Linked DNA regions of Mus musculus: region 2 is linked to region 1. The links are chromatin contacts, called in public Hi-C maps. All regions are on one chromosome and are shown on one strand. Each heading gives the region's core, a stretch centred on a gene start, on an enhancer-like site or on the middle of the called end of the contact. The rest is flanking DNA. Distances are from core to core; before and after follow the strand shown.

Evidence for each region. Hi-C and Micro-C count contacts between places; a contact is called where the count stands out from the background.
Region 2: a Hi-C map of regulatory T cells shows a contact between it and region 1, with 2.2 times the contacts expected there. The contact joins the enhancer-like site here to the promoter of Fam3c in region 1. A contact is called at or near these places in 1 of 39 promoter capture datasets (the HPC-7 cell line), 4 of 15 datasets of contacts at CTCF or cohesin (CD8 T cells, the G1E-ER4 cell line, the NIH/3T3 cell line and 1 more), 25 of 484 Hi-C or Micro-C datasets (B cells, CD4 T cells, CD8 T cells and 12 more), 14 of 115 datasets of contacts at active chromatin or transcription factors (the 230-238 cell line, SST interneurons, bone marrow-derived macrophages and 7 more) and 2 of 9 other capture datasets (adipose tissue and liver).

Annotation. Positions count from the first base shown.
Region 1 is chr6:22,352,861-22,357,643 of GRCm38.p6, forward strand. It overlaps Fam3c (family with sequence similarity 3, member C), which reads right to left and starts at 3,221. Exons shown (of 10, transcript NM_138587.4): 1 at 3,135-3,221.
Region 2 is chr6:22,407,752-22,412,964 of GRCm38.p6, forward strand. No RefSeq gene overlaps it. Among named protein-coding and RNA genes, the nearest start is that of Gm38773, 18 kb to the left of the region's middle. Within about 2 kb of position 1,685, at least 48 of the 459 cell types and tissues checked have an H3K27ac peak or open chromatin away from gene starts, as enhancers often do. A contact at or near this core is called in B cells, CD8 T cells, the G1E-ER4 cell line and 9 more, where this site is marked.

The DNA.
Region 1 (4,783 bases), core at 1,971-4,470:
AAGCCCTAAAACCTTAGACACCTAAAAAGGTATATTATCAATTTTAAGAAACACACTTAACAGTCTAAATACAGAGGCTTCCAAACATGTTTGGCTTGGGGGTGGGGGGTTGTTTTGTTTTATTTTTGTTTTGTTTTTGTTGTTGTTAGTAAAATACATCCTATCAAGTTCTTCGAAGGCCTCAGTAAAGTGTTACCCACACCAGGGAGGTGTGCCTTTTAACAAGCAATGTCTCTGCTACTGCAGACCTACAGGACCAGACTCCCAGAGTAGGTATAAGAACTAACAAGCTCTTTGGGGTGATTCTCTCAGGCTGAAAGAGAGCTTCAGGATTACAGGGCGCCAACCCACACAGAAAACGTTAAGAAGGGGGAAAAAAACCAAAATGAAAGCCAAGGCAGATCTAACACCGAATCAAATCCCCGAGTCCAATTCCTATGATAGGACTTTTCATTATTTTCTGAATGGAAACAGAGCCGGCAGTCCCAGGGCCAGGTCTGCCAGGTGGAAGAGGGAGAGGCAGGCAGGAAATCTGGAGACTGACATGAAGAAAAGAAGAAAGAACTCCTGTTTGAAATGCTCAAAACAGACTCTAGCTCAAACTGTCCCCATGTTTTCTTACAGATCTTCTCTTCCACAAAGCAGCATTTTGTTTTAAAATCCAATAGCCACTTGACAAACTAAAATGGTCATTGGATTTCTGGAACCCAGTGCAGAGACCTTAAAAATAACATTTAGTTTTGCTTGCTCCTTTAGAATTCTACAGCTGTTTCAATACCTTAATCCTACCCTATCCTACTACGGGAAAGATGGGCAGACAGACAAATATTATCGAGTACAATGACAAAGGGCTCAGAAGGTAAGTATGCTGACAAGTCTGACATCCTGACTTCGAGTTCCAGAAAGAAAACCAACTCCTACAAATGGTCCCTGATCGCCACACATGCGCCACAGCATGGGCCTTGGCCCCACCCCTTACATATGAAAAGAATGCAAGGTAAAAATAAGTAAATTTCCTTTGAGAAAAATGAAAAAATAAGTGTTCACTATAGGAGGATCAAAATAGAACATCAGTATTTCAGCTTTCACTGTGTTGGGGTTTTGTTTTATTTTTAAGAAAGAAAACAAGAGCAGGAGGGAATAAATTTCCACCCATCATGGTGGGATCTTCATTTCCTGTAACTACTTCACATTCCACTTGATATGGATTCACAGGATCTCATGTTTCCGGGTTTCCCTGCACTTCATTCATACCTAGGTCAAGTGTAGAACTGAAGTATATCAAGGTTCACAGATTGCAGCAGCCAAAAGCTCCCCTGAGGGAAAGTGCTGGAACAGGGTGCTTCTATCTGCCCACACAGAAAGGCAGGCAGCTCAGCAGCCAGGGGCACAGAATAAAAAGAAGGCACTGAGGGAGAAGTTGTATCAGCTAAGACAATTTTACAAGCTCCTATTTTGATCCTATGCAATGCCCTTCAAAACTCACTCCAAGCCCACTAATTGCAGGTAATGCAGGGTGCCATTAGTTTACACAGCTGATCCCACAGAACTGCCTTAACAAGCCTGGAGGAGCCGTGATGAAAATCACCAGAAACTCACTGCTGAGGATGCTCACGCAGCAATCAAACTATCACACAAGACGCTCAACAGTCTTACCGAGGGAGGGACCAAAAGGGAGAAATGTGCCATTGAGAGTCTGTGCCTGCCTCTCTGGTCTACATAATTCCATCATTCTGTAGCTTCGCGTCTCCACAACCATAGGGTCGCAGAATGTCACCGACTAGAGGAATTCTATCTCGCCCTTTTTATGTTACAATTTCTTCCTACAAAGAAGAAATATTTTTTTTCTATTTTTTTTTTTCCTGCTGTGTTCACAGCTGTAGTTTGCATGATGCTCTTATACCTGAGTAATGAGCAACGACAGATGAACGACTTGAATTTGATGCGTCGAGCCGTAACGTGCTGGAAGTCATCAGCTGGTTGTTTTAATGAGTACATGTCTTAAGATTCTATGAAACAAACCTAATCACTAGCATAAAACTAAAAACCTAGCAAACTGCCGGAGAGAAATCATCAGATGAGCAACCTCCAGAAAGAAACAGGATGTAAGACAGCAGGGATGTAAGACAGCAGGGCAAGGGAGAGTAACTTACTTTTCTTAGTGAGTGGCATCTGGGAAGTTATTAACTTTACTTCTTCAGTAATGGAGGTTTCTCTGTGCTCCCTAAGGCACTGTATGAGAAACAATGTTTCCAAAGACTTGGAAATTTTAAGTCTATCACTGGTCCTTCCAGGAAAGCTCAGGCCATGGGATCCGCCATTACCATCCAACTTTAAAACTTTCTCAGGAAATAGGTGTCCTAATCTGTAAAATCTGAGCAGTAATAATAGGACCCGTGTGAGGAGTTGTGAAAACTAAATATGCGCTAGGAAATACTGGGTAACTCTATCTAAGACGGTAAAGATGCAAATTAGGGACTTTGTATACATGTATTTCTTCCTATGAAGAAACGAAGCAAAAGTTCTATCAGATAGTAGTTCTATATTATAGGAATTAACTATGTAAATTGAAGCTGATGACTCCCCGCAAGTTACAGCTAGATGTGTCGATCTCAAATCGTCCATCTGGGACTCATTACTAAGTATAAGAGCGCTGACCATCATGCATACTACATCTGTGAACGCAGCAGAAAATAAAACTAAAAATAAAATGAACAGCACTCATCAAAGACATAGAACACCTATGTGTTCACTTGCAAAAGGAGAAAGCAGCTCCAGTTGGGCAGAAATGCAAACTTTACGAGTGGGTCTAGGCGGTCCAGCACAGAGTTCGAATCCAGCACGCCCGTCCATCCCATCCAGTTCTCTGGGAACGCTCAACCTGCAGGATACCGACCACGAGGGGCAAACACCCGCTTCCAGGTGCAGCCGGAGCCCGGTGGCACTCGCGACCCAACGCCCGGGGCAGACGCCGCTGAGCGGGCCGCGATGCTCCGGACGGCCGGGCCCCGCTGCAGCCAAGACCCGCATCGCGCTGCGAGGCAGGAGGCAACCGGCAGCCGGCGAGGTGCTCCGTCCGCTCCTGCCTCCACGCGCCCAGCCGCGCCCAGCCCAGCCGCCAGCCCGAGCCTCACCCGTCTGCGGTCGCGCCGCCGTCAGTCCTGTCGGAGGCCGACGGGAGGTGCCACCGCCGCCGCCTCCTCCCGAGCGCGCCGATCGCGCCTCGGCTTTCCCCGGCTCCTCCGGCTTCGCCGCGCGCCCGCCCGCGCCGAGGAGGAAGCCAGCTCGCCCCAGGCCTCCTCCCACGCTTCCCGACGCGGCCAATGAGCCCGGCAACCGCGGAGCCGCGCACGCCCCCTGGCGGTGGAGGACCGAGCCGACGCTGAGGTCCCTGGAGGAAGGACCACAGCCGCCAAGATCCCGGGTCGCGTCTGCGACTCAATGTGAACTTGCCACGTGGGAGCTGCCGCGTCCGCAGCCAGGACCTGAGAGGCACCCGGGGAGGAAGGAAAATGTGTCAGCGCCTCCGCCCTTCAGTCACACACACACACACACACACACACACACACACACACACACACACAATCCTGACCCTAACGTACTTCAGGAGGCAATTTGAAATGACCAGTCCTAGTCTAGAGCTGATTCAGACTAGGACCATGGGGAATCTTCACTTGACTCCTGCAAGCTAGGAAACTGATCATAAAAATCCTCTAGACAGGGGATTCAGAACGAATTCTGCAACCCCGAATAATCTATCCAAGGGGAAGAATATTGTTTGCATGCTGCATGTCAATTTCTTCTTTCAAATTATTAGCAGTATGAGGAATGTTTTTCTCATCTGTTAGGAAGTTTACCTTTTATCAAGATTTTATGAGTAACTGGGAAATTAACACAAATTTTACTATGCACAATCTAAGAATACAATATTTTTAGTTTCAAATCCATATCTGTATAATTTGCAACTGCTAACTTCTTTTTTTGGAAATCAGGATAATTTATGGTAGCAAAAATTAAACTTAATGAAGTAATAGGGTTTAATCATAACAATTATGTCATCAAATTTCAACATTCCCTCCAAAACATAAAACACACAACCTAAAAAGAACTATGGGGGCTGGAGAGATGGCTCAGCAGTTAAGAGCACTGACTGTTCTTCCGAAGGTCCTGAGTTCAAATCCCAGCAACCATACGTTGGCTCACAACCATCTGTAACGAGATCTGGAGCACTCTTCTGGAGTGTCTGAAGATAGCTAATGTGTACTTACATGTAATAAATAAATAAATCTTTTAAAGAAAGTTAATGTATAGCAAAATTATTAAATAAATAAATAAAATAAAAACTATGAATTCTGTTGCTTAGGCCCCAGGAAAGGGAAAGAGACAGTAAACATCTGAGCTAAATTTCAAACACTTGTCTAGTCCTTTGCCTTGTTACTTAGTTGCTATGAAGAAACATTATGACCAAGGCAACTCTTGTCAAAACAAAAAACAAACAAACAAACAAAAAAAGTTAATTCAGGGCTTTCTTACAGTTTCTGAGGATTAGTCCATGGTCATCAAGGTGGGAAGCCAACAGGCATGGCACCTAAGCAGTAGCTGAAAGCTTCAGATCATGATCCACAGACAACAGACAGAATAGACATTGTTGGGCTTTTGAAACCTCAAAGCCCGCCCCTAGTGACACGCCTCCTCCAAGGCCACACCTCCTAATCCTTCTTAAACAGTTTCACTAACTGGTAGCTAAGCATTCAAATATATAAACCCATAGGGGAGAGGGGTA
Region 2 (5,213 bases), core at 435-2,934, 53 kb after region 1:
ATATGTACGTGTATTTTTCTGGGTCAAATAACCTCTTTTTGTTTGAACTGAATTATTAATCTGCTTCTAGTCTACAGACTAAAGGTGGACCAATGTTACTGTCATGACCAGGCTTCATAGAGTAGTGTCTTTTCTTGCTGGAAGACTTTCCCTTGACTTCTTGGATGAAGTATGTAGCTATGTTGGGAGGAGCAAAGAGAGAATGAATTCCAGGCAGCCGTTTGCTAGGAAGCATGGCTCTCAGTCCACAGCCCTCAGAATCAGTTACTGCCTAGTCCTACCTGTGTGAGCTTGAGGACTGACTTTCTGCAAAGAAAACCTCTCATTATAGCCCTGTGAGCTGATAAAGAAAAAGGAAAAGCCCTGGTTCATAACTTGCAGAAAATTTGAGATGTTGAAAGTGCTCTAAGTTGCTAAGTCTGTGATAGTTACATATGTAATAATAGCCAAGAAATATCCTATTCATTTGTTACCTCTCTATAAAGTCCTCTCTTCTTTGATGTTTTGTTTTGAAACAGGGTTTCTCTGTGTAGCTCTGGCTGTTCTGGGACTCACTGTATAGACCAGCCTGGCCTCGAACTCACAGAAATTCATCTGCCTCTGACCCTCAGGTGCTGGAATTAAATGTTCGACCATGCCTGTCCATCTCCAACTTTTGTAGCACCTGTTAAAATTTTTTGGAGACTTTACATTTCCAATCCATCAGTTGTGCATGTACGGGATCTCGTGTGCTCTGGGTTTTGTGTTGTGAGTACCTTTGCCAATCAAGTCTGAAAACTGACTGAGATCTATCTCTCCAGGGAATGATTTCTCAGCTCACAAAGTTTCTTCCCATCATTCCATTGCCTAAATAAAATAAAACAGTTAGAATTAGCAGATAACACACTGAGGCTAATGTTTCTCTATAGCCCTGATATGTGGACACAGTATCCTACCAGAGAATGCCTTCCATTTCTGCACCCCCACCTTCTGTAAAGCCTTTTATTTTATTAGAATACTGCTTTGAATCTTCAGAAACTGTATCCCTGAAGCCCTTTTCATTCCAGATCTTTCTGCTGGCATCACATCACAATTCTAAAATTCTTATCAGGATACAAAAACAAAATACATCACATCATTGATTGCAGTATTTTCAGCTCACCTAACGGGACTAAAGCATTTCATGCTCAGATGATGCACATTTTCTTTTGTTAGAACCAAGAATTCACTGAAGGTCACATGATTCTGTTTTTAGTTCTGTCTTCTTAAAGCACCACTTTCGTTTTTAACGTCTATGATTTAATGCTTAGCATGTGACAGTTTTGCTCAGTAGCTGCAAATGATCCTCCCAGTTGTTATAATGAGATAACAAAGGCACAAGCAAGCAAACAATCGGGAGAGTGAACTTTGCCTCTGTCCAGTGGTGGTCCACAAAGCCCACGATAACCCAGGGGTTCCTGTGTGCTATCTTTCCAGCAATATGAAGAGACGCTGGGAACACTCACACCCTCTTCAGTTTAGGTTCAGGCACACATTGCCCTTTTCCTGAGGACAGTGATGAGCCTAACACAGGCAGAGGACTCTGCTCAGTTTGATGCATTTGCTGCCCCGCTTCCCAGAGTCTTTGACAGACATATTTTAGGCTTTGAAAAACAAAAGAACTAGAATGGAATATTTAAGTCTTTGATCATCACTTCCTCTACTGAACACCTGGAAACTCAATAGCCTAGTGTTTTCAATAGTGGTGGGGAAACACCTGCTTTCTAAGACATCTTCATGTTATTCTTGAGACACAAAGTTTACACATTAAAAGAAAGAAGGAAAGAAAGAAAGCAAGAAAAGAGAGGGGAAGAGAGGGAGGAAGGAAAGAAGGAAGAAAGGAAGGGAGGGAGGGAGGGAGGGAGGAAGGAAGGAAGGAAGGAAGGAAGGAGTAACGAGAGAGGGAAAGAGGGAAGCCGGTGATAGAGGAATATTCATAGTTTTTTTAGCTCATGAAGGTTTTGTGAAATCCACAGATGTGTATGTGACAGTGAGGAGGCGTCTGTCTGTCATGGTTTCCACAGAGCACTCATGTACCACTTAACTTTGTATTTATCATATTGGAAGTTTAACCCAAACTATCCTAGCAAAGTGTCACTGTACACTAAAAATTTTTTCATGCAAAGAATTTGGTTAATAATTTAGGCTTTTCAAAGGTCTAAATTTCCTAGAAAGTTTACATAGAGGAAAGGGAGAAAAACTCAAAAGGTCCATGAATCAGGAATGGTTACATGTCAGTCTCCTTTTCTTTAATAATTTCCTTACTTCCCCAACCTCACTATCAATGTTGCTGAGGCTTTACTGAGTGTGAACAGTATGTATTAACAAAAGCATAGTGAAACTGGGCATGGTGGTGCATACCTTTAATTTCAGTACTCAGAAGGTAGAAGCAGGCCGATCTCTGACTAACTCATATGCAAAATAACGTTGTACTGTATAGGATAAACCTTTCTTTGTGGAAAGATGTCTCGTCCTACTATATTTTGAAAGTTAGTTTTTCTTGTCATATGTGTGTTGTTGATAGGATATGTCATGATTTTGACAGTTATTAAATATATAATTATTTAAATTATAATGATAAAAAGATAAATTGTGCAGGTGGGATGTAGATTATTTAGTCTGAAAATGTTGACATATGGTTGTATTAGATAATGGAAGATGATTTTCATAAGGAAGTATGAGGGCTAACATTGTGTTTTAAGTTTAAATTACTATGGGTAAGAGATCTATAAAACAAAAATTCCTCAAACTTGCAAGCCTCACTTGCCCAAGGACAGATAAGATAACTTCTTGGACAGCTGGGGCCTGTTCATACAAGCAACAAGCCATGTGTTCTTTGCTTCTGTAAGCTTGGTTGTTCCAAACGCACAGCATGTGCTTGCTCACATAGGCAGGGGGTGTGTCAGGATGTATGCTTAGCAGTGTTTGGATGACGGCAGGAAGCATGTAGCCTTGTGGATTTTACCTGTATAAGTCCCTGACTAACGACTAACATCACCTTGGGAATCCTGGGCCAGTGTTTAATAAAGCTTGCTTCAAATTTGGTTCAAAAATTATGACAGAGGTCTTATTCTTACCAGTAGGATTAATAGATTTTTTTTTTTAAAAAAATAGGACTTTAGTGAGAGATTTTAATTGAATAAGGCTGTTAGTTGCAATGTGGTTGAATCTACAGGACATTAGACTACTTGCAACAAACCAAGCAGGAAAAGTCCTGGAGTCTTTTTTGTTTGCTTGAGACAGCTTTTCACTAAGTATCCATAGCTAGCCTAGCACTCACTATGTAGATCAGGCTGTCCTCAGACTCACAGAGGTCCATCCACCTATCTCTGCTTCCCAAGTACTGAGTTTAAAGGGGCATCTCACCATCCTCCACCAGAATGCACTTATGAAGAGAATTGCTGATGGATGATCAAGACCCAAATTCATCTAAGGGTTGAGCCAACTTGAACCTCTGCTTTCAAGGAGATTAATAGGACAGAGAAAAATGTACCTGTCCATAAGGCAGAAAGCCCCAAAGCCAGAGTCATAGAAACCTCCAAACACATTAGCAGAGAGCCTGTTAGGTCAGTGCCATAGCTGGACCCAGAAAAGTAGCTTATAGGGATCAGAAGGAGATGATGTTCCTCTCTCAGGCATCAGTACATAGTGTCAGAACAGGGATGCAAAGGGAATGCTTATGAAAGCAGGAGCTACAGAGGCATCCCATCATCCTTCCCTGCCACTGTATGACATACGCTGATAATGCCTTTTTCCACTTCTTTAAAATATCTTAGATACAGTTGACCTCTAGGCAGAGGGCTACCCCCACTGCATTTGCTACATATGCCTACAGAGTACTTAGAGTCACTGTGGAAGAGCAGGATGAGCCATCTCCAATGCTCATGTCTGAAAAGGTCAACTAAAAAGCAAAGGTGACTTGGAAGGGATCTGTGTGGAGGTCCAAGCTGAATAATTTGTGCTTTCACTCAAGCTTTGTAAACTCCAGTGTCATTTCTGGTAGGAAGACTAGTGAAAGTAGGTAGATGGGGGTGGGGGAGAGACTCTCTAGAGAAAGACACCAGGAAGACTCAGTGAGAGAGGCCATGGTCAAGGAAAGAACAGAAGGAAATACCAACCTCTTCGTAAGTCCCTGTTTTCCCCACAATAGAGCTGGCATGGGTCATTCTCTCTTAGCTCTCGGCATGCAGAGTCAAAGCCTGCAACATCCTGCTTCCTGTGCTCTGAGCCAGTCTTGGTGATGTTTGACACATCTCTAGGTACTTTCCTGGGCCTTGATGTGTGACCTTGGGTAACTCTAGAGATGTACCCATTCTTTGAACTAAGAACTCCTAAGTTGTCTTTTCTACTTTAATTCAGGTGAGCTTATTGGAAATTAGGATGAAGGCATGTTGTTCAAGGCACCAAATTGATTTCAATACAGAAGGCCTACCTAGCAGATGAGATGAGGTATCTTACTTCTGTAACTGGGAGTTCTTTCAGAGGTGCATCAGTCAGCATTCCATCAGCGTCACAAATACAAGAGAAAATCAACTCATGCGGAAGACAGGCTCCTTTTCACATCTCGCTCTGGTGTTTTTCAGGCAGTATTATGCTTGTGACTGTAGTGACTCGCACAGAATATGGTGAGGGAAGTGAGCAATAAAGCAAGCTGCTTGCATTAAGACAGGCAAGAAGTAAGACAAAAGAGGGTCTCCAAGTAATTTGACAGCCTCATAATAGCTCCTATCTCTTAAAGGACTTACCACTTCCCAAACACCACTTGCTAGTCACAAAGCCTTTAACACACAGGTCTTTGATAGATACTCAGCCACCCTTTCCAGGGGAGAACAACTGTGCTGTCCAGTGAAAACACCCATGGTGGGAGACTAGGGAACGGGGAGTATGCAAGGCCTTATCAGCACTATGTAAAATCATGCATGGTGGTGCTAACCCAGCTCTCTGGAGGCAGAACCCAGAGGATCAGGAATTCAAGGTCATCTCAGCTGCAGAGTAAGCTAGATACCCTGGTCCCAAAACAAACAAATAAGCCAACACTTCCATAGAGTCCATGACTGTGTCCTGAAATAGAATTACTAAGGCAGAGCATACAGTCTGTCCACTTTTAAAGGCATAGTGTTTTAGGTAGACACCTTATCAAATCGAATAAGCTCTCCTACTTTCCTTTAGCTAGTGTGTAGTGTGGTAATATGTGG